Linked DNA regions of Mus musculus: region 1 is linked to region 2. A link is a contact called in public Hi-C data. All regions are on one chromosome and are shown on one strand. Each heading gives the region's core, a stretch centred on a gene start, on an enhancer-like site or on the middle of the called end of the contact. The rest is flanking DNA. Distances are from core to core; before and after follow the strand shown.

Region 1 (4,965 bases), core at 2,347-4,846, 120 kb before region 2:
CAGGTCATGGTTTGCAGATGCCTTGGTACACAAGAAGGCCAGAGTTGAGAGAAAGCTTTCTCCAGGGGCTTATAATCAACAAATACAGCCAGTGCACAGGGGGCAAGTGAAATGTGAAAGCAGAGAGGCATGAGACTAAAGAATTCAGAGCATGACTTTAAAATAATTCATGCTGTAGACCTGTAATCCCAGCTACTCAAGACACAAAGGCAGGAGGTCACAAGTTCAAGACCAGCCTGGACAACTTAGTGACCTCCTATCTCAAAATAAAAAATAAATCTGGAAAGATAGTACACTCAGTGAGGTGTTGCCTTGCAAGCACAAGGACCTGTATTCTAACCCCAGAACGTGCACTTTAAGAAAGGTCTGCAATGGTGGTCCTGCTATCATAATCCTAGAGTTAGAGGCAGAGACAAATGGATCCCTGGGGCTTGCTGGCCAATCGGTCTGGTCTAATTTGTCAGTTCTAGACCACTGAGAGACCTCTGTCTCATAGACAGAAAGTGGACAGCACCTAAAGAATGACACCTGAGGGTCTCTTCTGGATGTACATATGCACACATGAGCACATGTACCTTCATACACACAGATATATAGACAGGCAGACAGACAGACAGACAGTAAAAAGAAGGCTGGGATATGGCCCATTTGCCATTTGCCTTAGTTAGGGTTTTACTGCTGTGTGCAGAGACCTGACCAAGGCAACCCTTATAAAAAACAACATTTAATGGGGGCTGGCTTACAGGTTCAGAGGTTCAGTCCAGTATCATCAAGGTTGGAGTATGGCAACATCCAGGCAGGCATGGCGCAGGCAGAGCTGAGAGTTCTACATCTTCACCTGAATGCTGCTAGCAGAATACTGGCTTCCAGGCAGTTAGGATGAGGGTCTTAAAGCCCACACCCACAGTGACACACCTACTCCAACAGGGCCACACCTTCTAATAGTGCCACTCTCTGGGCCGAGCATATACAAACCACGGAGAGCTTGTCGGTGAGTGGAGGTGGGGAGGCAAGAGAGGGAAGGAAGGTCAAGGCTGACTTCAGAGTCATGGCTTCAAGGTGCTGGCAGGTGGAAGGTGGAAAACTTGGAGAGATAGGTGTAAGGTGAAGCTGAGCACATTGATGGAATCTATTCTCCAACATGCTTAGTTCAGTGCCTGCCTCTCCCTCCCCTGGCTCTGTATGCACAGAGACCTGTCAGAGCTGGGCCTGGCAGGCCTATGAAACTCAGTCTATAAACACTGAGCAAGTCAGAAGGAAGGAGATGTGCTGTGCTAAATACCTTTGTAATGACAATCCCGGGGAATAATTACTATTGACAGGTTTTCCTCTCACCTATTGGTAGTGCAGACTTTAGCTACTCGGGTTCCTATTCACAACTAATTTAACAACAGCACAAGGACCTGATATCTACTGGTGACAATGGCCAACTTGGTTAGGAAAGACAGCTTCATCAAGTCAGTAAATCTGGTCACCCAGATGGATTGGCACTTCTGATGTCACGTGTTCCAGGGCGCAGGGTTTACTGCTGGCTCAGAGTTGGGATGGGGGTAGGATAGGAGTGAGGATTGGGTGTGCCTACAGTACCTCATCCACTGCTGTAAGGTGTAGTGTGTGTGTGTGTGTGTGTGTGTGTGTGTGTGTGTGTGTGTGCACTGTATACTGTACCCTGTGTAAACCGAGAGAGCCTTGGTGTAGAATAGTGAAGGAGTGGGCTAGCTGAGCTCTCCTGACATACAGCCTCACCAGGCTTGGTTCACTGTGAGCATTGCTCATCTATCAAGCCAGAACGAGGGTAGCATGACATCGCAGAAACAATTTAGAGATTCTCCAGGTGTGAATTTATGGGCCTGTGGCATTTGCCATCAGTCAGAACTACACTCCGTAGACTACCTGCCTTAGAACAAATGCTGCTGGCTCTATTTGAGAAGCACTGGCCCTGATGACACAGCAGGAAGCAGATGCTGCGGATGGATCTCTGAGGGCCGCAGCTGGAGAGGTGGGGACCTCCATCACTGAGCCTTCCATGAGGGCTTTTCAGATCCCCTCCTTGCCTCTTCGCCTTCTTCATGCAGCGGGCAGCCCAAGTGACCTTTTTAAAATGTAAATTGGACTGTGTCACTCCTCTATTTAAAAGCTTTTTACCAGCTTCCCTTTGCATGTAGGAGAAACCCTAAACCTCTCACTGTGGAGGTCATGCATGGCCACTCTGCTCTGGTTCTTACCATGTCCCCTCCCCTAGATCCCTTCATTTCAACCACAGCGGCTCTCAGTCCAGACAGCATCCCAAGCTCCTTCTCACGTTAGTGCCTCTATTGCTCCCTTTTTCTAGGAAGTCCTCTGCACACCCCCATCCCTAACATAGCAGCTTAGCCTCACATTTCAGATAGCCATTTAAAATCACCTACTCAGTGGGACGGTCACTCCAGGGAGGCAGGCCCTGTCCCTCTCTTATTGCCACAAAACACCTCTTCCATTCAGCTACTCCATGTGGGCTGCATCCATTTATATGTATGTATTATGTGTCTGTATTACATGGATATATGATCTCTATTTCTGTTACTCAGTGGGTTAAATTAATTTCTTTTCATCTCCTCTGATTCTGAATGTTCTTAGTCCAGGCAGTTTTCTTGGGCTATCTCATGGTTATAGTCATGGCAGCTGAGGCTAGCCTCACTGAAGGGGCAGCTGATGCTGGCTACCAATAGCGCACGCACTTGGGCTGTCAACTGTAGCTCCTACACATGGCCTCTCCAGGGTCCTTGATTCATTCACAGTTTGGTAGCTGGCTTTTAGCTGTAGTGTCCCCAGAGCCAGAGGCTGTATCTCAGAGTCTCAGAGACCATAAGTTCCTTATGACCTGTCCTCAGAAGCCAGTGACATTTTAACTACGTTCTATTCATCTTGAGTAACTCACAGGACAACAGACTCACAAGGGAGACTTTTACAAGGAATTAGCTGCTAATCCCTCCCCACTGGGGCCGTTTTTGGATGATGGCTATGACAGTCCTTCAGGTTTTTTGGGTTTTTGTTTTGTTTTGTTTTAGTTTTTCAAGACAGGATTTCTCTGTGTAGCTCTGGCTGTCCTGGAACTTATTCTGTGGACCAGACTGACCTCGAACTTGGAGATCCACCTGCCTCTGCCTCCTGAGTGCTGGAATCAAAGGGGCACAGCACCATGCCCAGCCACAGAACCTCAGATCTCCATTCTGTAGCTATTCCTTTGGTGATATTCTTTTATTTGTTTCTCTTATGCTCTTGCCTAAACCTTCTAGTATTTGTATCCTTTATTATAACAAGTTACTGCTAAAGGTGAAACAACCTTTCTTCAGTCTTCAGAGGCTTGAGATTAGTCATTCAGGGCCTGGTGACTCAGAGAAGCCGAGCTGCATCTGGAGGGGAGTTGTGACTGAGCAGGGGCCATGAAGCTGATGAGCATCCAAGAGCCGTGGTGCTCACTGTTTGTTACTGAGAGCGGGTGCTGACCCTGGCCGCCACTCACAGCATTGAAATCACTGACTACGAGAGCTGAGTCCAAGGAGAATTGAATTTGGGATAGTTTCAAGGGTAGCGCATGCCAACCCTGTCTCATTCTGCCGTGTAGTGAGTGTTTTCATCCAAATGGGAGCTGTTCTCCCTCTCCACCTCTCTCGAACCCCCTCCGCCCTTTCCAAATGTCCTTCCAGCTGCTATTTTCGATTTTGGCCTCCAGGCAAATGTTTCACTGTAGCAAAATTACTGTAAAATTCCTTCCTGTGCTCCTACAGATAATGGAGCTCTGACTCTACAGAACCCAGAGCCATTCCCAAGAGAACCCCTAGAAACATACTGCTTCACAAATGGCCCAAAGGCAATCCCCCAAAGATGGAGCAAGGGAAACACAACTATTGTGAAATATCTCTTATAGGGATGGGTCAAACAGTATGGCTGTTTTTAATAGCACTGGCTAAATTGAATTGAATCTAGATCCCCATTTGTGTGTGTGTGTGTGTGTGTGTGTGTGTGTGTGTGTGTGTGTGGTCAGTTTCAAAGGATTCAAAACAACCTGAATGCAGAAAATAGTAGTATGAAGTTTGCTGCTGGGCCTGTAAATACATAAACCTGGACTATAAAAAGAACGTCAGTACGCAGCATAGAAACAGTAAACCTTCTCCAAAAACCCCTGCAAAACTGCAGCAAAAGCAACGTATGTGAAAACAATGAGTCATACCTCTTTTTCCTCCCGTCTCTTCTCAGATGGACAGAGGACACAAAAGAACAGGCAGGACTATTGATGCCAGGGGTTTCCAGCACAGGGCCATTTCAGCATGGATGTCTGAGTCAAGTTCAAGAAGTCAGGCTCAAGGATGGGATTGTAGTTCAGTGGTAGTGTGTGTGTCTCTCATGTTAGGTTCTCCAGTCAGGCCCCAGCACTGGAATAAACAACCACCTAACATCAATAGCGAGGCTCACAAGGCATGTGTCGGCAGTAGGGATCTTCAAGTGAAACCGTTCTGTGTGTGTGTGTGTGTGTGTGTGTGTTGTTGCCAGGCAGTGTTCCTGAGTTCTGATGATTCTCTTCTTGCTTCAGCTATAAGCATACATTTTTCTCTTCATATTCATTAGTTCAGAACTAAGAGTTCAGATATTTGATTTATGGGTCTATTTTAAAGCTTTATTTTTATTTCTAATTATGTGCACATTTGTATGACTGTGTGCGGTTATGTTCAGTGAGTACAGGTACCCTTGGCGGTCAGAGTAAGTTATTCATGGAATCCCCCTGAAGCTGGAGTTAGAGATGCACAGCATTGAACTGAACTTGTGTCTTCTGCAAAAGAAGTGAGCACTTTCTTTGTTGCTGGTAATGGGGAGGGGGAGTTGTTTTGTTTTATTTGAGACAGGCTTTCTCTGTGTACCTTTGGTTGCCCTGGGACTTGCTCTGTAGACCAGGCTGGCCTCGAACTCAGAGATCTAGCTGCCTCTGCC
Region 2 (5,088 bases), core at 170-2,669:
TAGGTTTTGCTTGTGACAGAGGGCATGGTCTCGCAGAACGTGCCTGAAGCCACAAAGCTGTACTCAAATCACCCTTGGAGCCAGGGTCCTGACTGTCATTTACATCGTTGGTATCATTTCTTTGATGGGGATAAGTATGGCGAATCGTAAAACTGCTGAATGCTTGGATAATTGTTATTTCATCTGTACGCCTGGGTTGAGGTGCTCTGACGCTATAGACATTGTGACGTGTCCTTGTGTGGATTTAGGGCTGACTTCTGTGTAGAAGACTGACTGGAGGGGACGTCTTAGGAGATCCATCTGTCTTGTGCAATAATTTGGATGACTGAAACTGAGGTCTGACTTAGTCATTCTTGCTACACAATCTAAATTTCTTTTTCATTGTCAAGCACACAAGTCAGCATAAGGGACCCTCGCCTTCTTCAAGACGGTTCAAATATCAAACAGCAAACAGTTTAAAAGCACTGATTTAAAAGCACCTCCTTTCATACATAGCCTTGAGCATGAGCTGTTTATTGGTCATCAAATTACGTAATGGTCAGAAGCGTATTCATAATATGCTTATGCTCCAGCAACAGACTCAGGAATGCAGGCTCCTCAAGCATGACAAAAGTCATCAGCTTCGCTGTTAAGTCGAAGCTGATAGTCCTGACCCATCAAAATCTCCCTGACCACAGAGCCAGCTCAGTGACAAACACAAGATCCCTCAGAGGGAGGGGACACTGAAGGGCCCAGCAATACCCACATGTCCTGCTTCTGGGCCCAGCCACTGGCACTCACGCCTCTTCCATTTTCCACAGAGTTCCTGTGAGGAGGATTCTCGCAGTGAAGCAAGATTATCTACCAAAACATCTTCGGCTAAGTGTGAGCCCAGACTTCCAGCCATTGACCAAGCATCTGTCAAGCAGAAACACAAAGGCACCATGACACTAAAGAAGTCAGAGAAAGTGAGCCCCAGCAAACCCTCTCCAGGTGAGTGGCTTCCTTTCTGAGATCCATCGCCAACATCCCAGTCTTAACAATCACAGCAAACAGGTGGGGTTAACTAATCTAGGGCTTGCCAAGTACCCAGTTAGGTCTTGGGAGGCCAATGAGCCTGTACAAAATTAATTTCTCAGTAGAATATGCTCCCATATCTTCAGGCCCAACTCTCCACATCCTGTGCTCTTCCTTACAAATGCTGCCTCTTGTTCTTCTGCCACAGTTCTTCTGTGGTGGGGACGGGTGGAGGCGATAAAGGCATTTGGCCCCAGGTATCAAGTTTTATTACTAAGGCAAGAAGAGCTTTCAAAAGCATCTGAATGACATTATTTACAGCTGAGAGCAAGAGTAATAAAGTCCTCCAGTCCCGGGGTTGTCCTCTCAGGGAGAAAGGGAACTTGCTAAATCCTCCCTTTTGTGTGATTTGGTAAATAATTCACTCTTATGCTGCCTTTGAAGCAAAGGCCAGTCCTCTGTTTGGGGCAGGAGAGACTCATACTATCTAACAAGAAGCTCAAATGGAGGGAAAGTTTAGAATGCCTCAGGCTCCTCCCATCAAAGGCAACATCTGTGGGACAAAACTGTGTCCTCTGGGAACCACATGCCAATTGGGGTAACTAGGCAGAAAGGTCTGCCTCCTGGGAAAGGAGCCAAACTTAACTGCTAAAGAATTCAATTTGTAAATAGCAAATAGCACGCAAGTCATTAGAATCCCAATCACAGCTTCTTCCTAATCCTAAATAGCGCTGTCATGCAACCACTGGTCTGGTTAAGTCCGAATGCATTTGTAGAAAATGGCACCTTTCACTCAGCTTAACCACCCACATTCGTTAATGAAGTCAAGACCAAATTGACTTCTAAAGTGCTGTCCTCTTGTCTTGGCAAAGCACCAACTGCTGCTCCTTATTTCGTTGTGGGTGGGGGATGGGGGTGGGGAGATATGGGGATGCTTCAAGTCAATTTCTCGTTTGAAAGACTTAATAGAAATTAGGGTTTTAATTCAACTATCTTAAGGCTAGAGTAGAGCGCAGGTGAGTTCACTCTGCAAATACTATATTGACTTGAGGTTGGGTTTTAACCGCTATACTCTGAGGGTGAGTTCAAATCATGCAACTCCATATAGTTAGCCTTCTCACTAAAACCCTGGTAGCTGTCTGTTTTGTCATCTGTGGATAAAAGTCATTAAAATGAACCTTTGAGGTCCACTCTGTGATTTGGGTTGTCTGATTAATAATACAGATGTTTTTCAGACTGAGCAAGCTCTGTGTGGAACTCACAATACTGACAGACAGGGAGTTAATTCACATTCCATTCTATAAAACATCAAACTTTGAAGAATGATCAGGCTAAAACCCGCCAGGGTTTAGGCAAGAAATCCAAGTTGATGAAAGGAGATCTTTTTTCACCAAACAGCAGATCTGACATAGCAAATGTGTTTTCAAGCTACCATCTTTATCTTTCTGTTATGTTCTAGGCAGAACTCAAGACCTATAGAGCTATAAGCAGGCTGGGGGGGGGGGGGCTGGCTGCCCAGCCAGCACAGGGATTTGGAGGTTAATATCAATGCCATGGAGACTGAGTGAGAGGGTACAGCAATCTGAGATGTAGCCCCTTCCCCCACCCCAATCAAACCCCTGCCTGCCAATCCCACCCATAGCCCAGAGTGTTAACTACCATGCACAGGGCCTCAGATTAAAAGGACAAGAGAGAAAGAGGCTAAGACTGGGTCCCAAGTTGGATCGCAAACTCAAGGCCAGCCTGGGTCACATAGTAAGACCTTGTCTCAACAAGAAGAGGACGAGGAAAGAGGGAAAGTTAGGCAAGAACAGGTCACTGGTGGGTGGAACCACTGGTTTAATGAGTGTTGGCTCTTCCGATTTCTTTTTTTTTTTTTTTTTTTTTTTTTTTTTTTTTTTTGCTGGCATCCAAATATTTTTTTTTTCTAATTTCCATTTCTTTTTTTTTTTTTTCCATTTTTTATTAGGTATTTAACTCATTTACATTTCCAATGCTATACCAAAAGTCCCCCATATCCACCCACCCCCACTCCCCTGCCCACCCACTCCCCCTTTTTGGCCCTGGTATTCCCCTGTACTGGGGCATATAAAGTTTGCAAGTCCAATGGGCCTCTCTTTCCAGTGGCTCTTCCGATTTCTAATTAGCATCACAAAGTGAAAGCTTAAAGTTTTAACCTGAGTCTGTTGAGGAAAAATTGGGAACTGGGGGCTAGCGACAGTGCATGGATTAATTCAGATAAATACCTGCTATGACAGAAAAGAGGATTTGGTTCCTGGATTATCTGGATGCTGATCTAGTTCACCAGCTGAATCCAGTTTCCTGCTTCACACTTCTAGAGAATTTAGGGGTGAGCCAAAGTTGGCATGACGTCATCAAAGCTAATTTCCACATCAGATTTAAGCAAGATAAAGGCCCAGGACACAGAGAAACCCCTTTTGTGACGTTTGCCTTCCAGGTTAACCCTCCTTTTGTGCTGTATTATGCCAGGCTTTCCCAAATGTAAAATGTAGCTGGAGAATTTGGCTTGCTTTTCCATACCTCGGCATGATACCAACCTGTATCTCCATCCTAGAAGTTCATGAGCTGTATTAGCAACCCAGACATGGCGGCTGATAGCCTAAGCCCAGGCTGTGCCTTCTCCAAATAGATGTCTCACAGAAAAGACCCCATGTTCTCACTGTTCCCTGCAGGCTGTCCAAAGGAAGTCGTGTGTCCCACACAGCTGCACCCGAGTGCTCCGCTTCGGCCCTCCCTCTCGGGATAGTGGGACATATAAGCTGCTCATGGGACAGTGCTTAGGAGACCACATGCCTGGACTCTCACCCAGGCCCTCACTTCTTATTCATTATAGATCTTTTGGCAAGGAGCTTCTCTGTTCCTCAGCTTTGTCATCTGTAAAATGGAGGGACGAGGGGGTAATAACAGAATCGTTGTGCTGGGTAAAACGTAAAGGCTCAGTGATAAATACACACTCTGCTGTTAAGCAATGCTGACCTCTCAGTAGAGTGTGGCATTACGTTAACTAGCACAGGAAAGTCTATGGTAAGGAGCGCTGACCCGAAAACTTCTGATCCCGTGCCTAACATTTGCTCTTTCCTCTCCCCGGTGGATTTATTATCTTCATAAAAATTGAAGGTGTATCTTTAGAACTCCCTCATAAGGGGCTGGAGAGTTCGCCCAGTGTTTAGAAGCCCTTGTTACTCTTGCAGAGGACCTGGGTTTGATAGCCAGCGCCTAAGTGGTGGCTCATGGTCATCTATAACTTCAATTCCAGGGGGCGCTAGCACCCCCCCTCTGACCCCTCTGGGCATCAGGCATGCATATGCATTGGTGCACATGTGCACATGAAGATGGCTCATACACAATAAAATAGAATAAATCTCAAAGAAAAAAAAAGTAATCCCTCACATACACTTTTACTACATTCTGAACTTCCACAGCAAAACATCAAATAGGAGAAAATAGATAATCAGACTTCATTCCCCAAGCCTGGGACAACCATTGTCTCCAACAAGACATGGAAAGTTTAGGCAGGGTGTCAAGGCACAGCAGGGTCTGACATGGATTGGATCCAACAGTTCTCCTTCAAGGTGAACCCTGGTGTAGAATAGAAAATGAGCCTGGCAGGGTTGCACACGAGCTCAGAACTCTGTGGGACCTAGAGCACTCAGCAGACCCCAGGAACCCAGGGACAGCACGGGGCCCAATGGAAACTGCGGGGCTCCCAAGACCTTTCTCAGTCCCAGCCTGGCTTGGAAAAGAGCTGTGTCTCCTTCCCAGGACAGAAAGGCACCCAGAGGTCATTGTGATGAGGGGGTTCTGGCACCTGCTGCCCTGCAGCTCTCTCTACCCCAGGGTCAGGCCTGCAGGCAGCCACTGAACCTGCCCCTGCTCTGCTGCCCTGCAGCTCTCTCTACCCCAGGGTCAGGCCTGCAGGCAGCCACTGAACCTGCCCCTGCTCCCTGTTAACCTGGAGCCTGAGCTGAAGGCTCATACCCTCTGGTTATGTTCCCAGTCCTGGGAGCCTGCTTCCAAAACCGTGCCCTTTAGAGCAAAGCCAAGCATCCGGAAATGCCCCTCACTTATCAT

Evidence for each region. A called contact is a pair of places that touch in the nucleus more often than the background predicts.
Region 1: a Hi-C map of muscle stem cells shows a contact between it and region 2, with 4 times the contacts expected there. The contact joins two enhancer-like sites. A contact is called at or near these places in 3 of 484 Hi-C or Micro-C datasets (bone marrow-derived macrophages, cranial neural crest and muscle stem cells) and 2 of 9 other capture datasets (adipose tissue and liver).

The regions. Positions count from the first base shown.
Region 1 is chr11:105,529,477-105,534,441 of GRCm38.p6, reverse strand. No RefSeq gene overlaps it. Among named protein-coding and RNA genes, the nearest start is that of Gm39419, 14 kb to the right of the region's middle. Within about 2 kb of position 3,596, at least 25 of the 459 cell types and tissues checked have an H3K27ac peak or open chromatin away from gene starts, as enhancers often do. A contact at or near this core is called in muscle stem cells, where this site is marked.
Region 2 is chr11:105,404,527-105,409,614 of GRCm38.p6, reverse strand. Marchf10 (membrane associated ring-CH-type finger 10) reads left to right here. Exons shown (of 12, transcript NM_172568.2): 5 at 801-972. Among named protein-coding and RNA genes, the nearest start is that of Gm39417, 43 kb to the left of the region's middle. Within about 2 kb of position 1,419, at least 23 of the 459 cell types and tissues checked have an H3K27ac peak or open chromatin away from gene starts, as enhancers often do. A contact at or near this core is called in muscle stem cells, where this site is marked.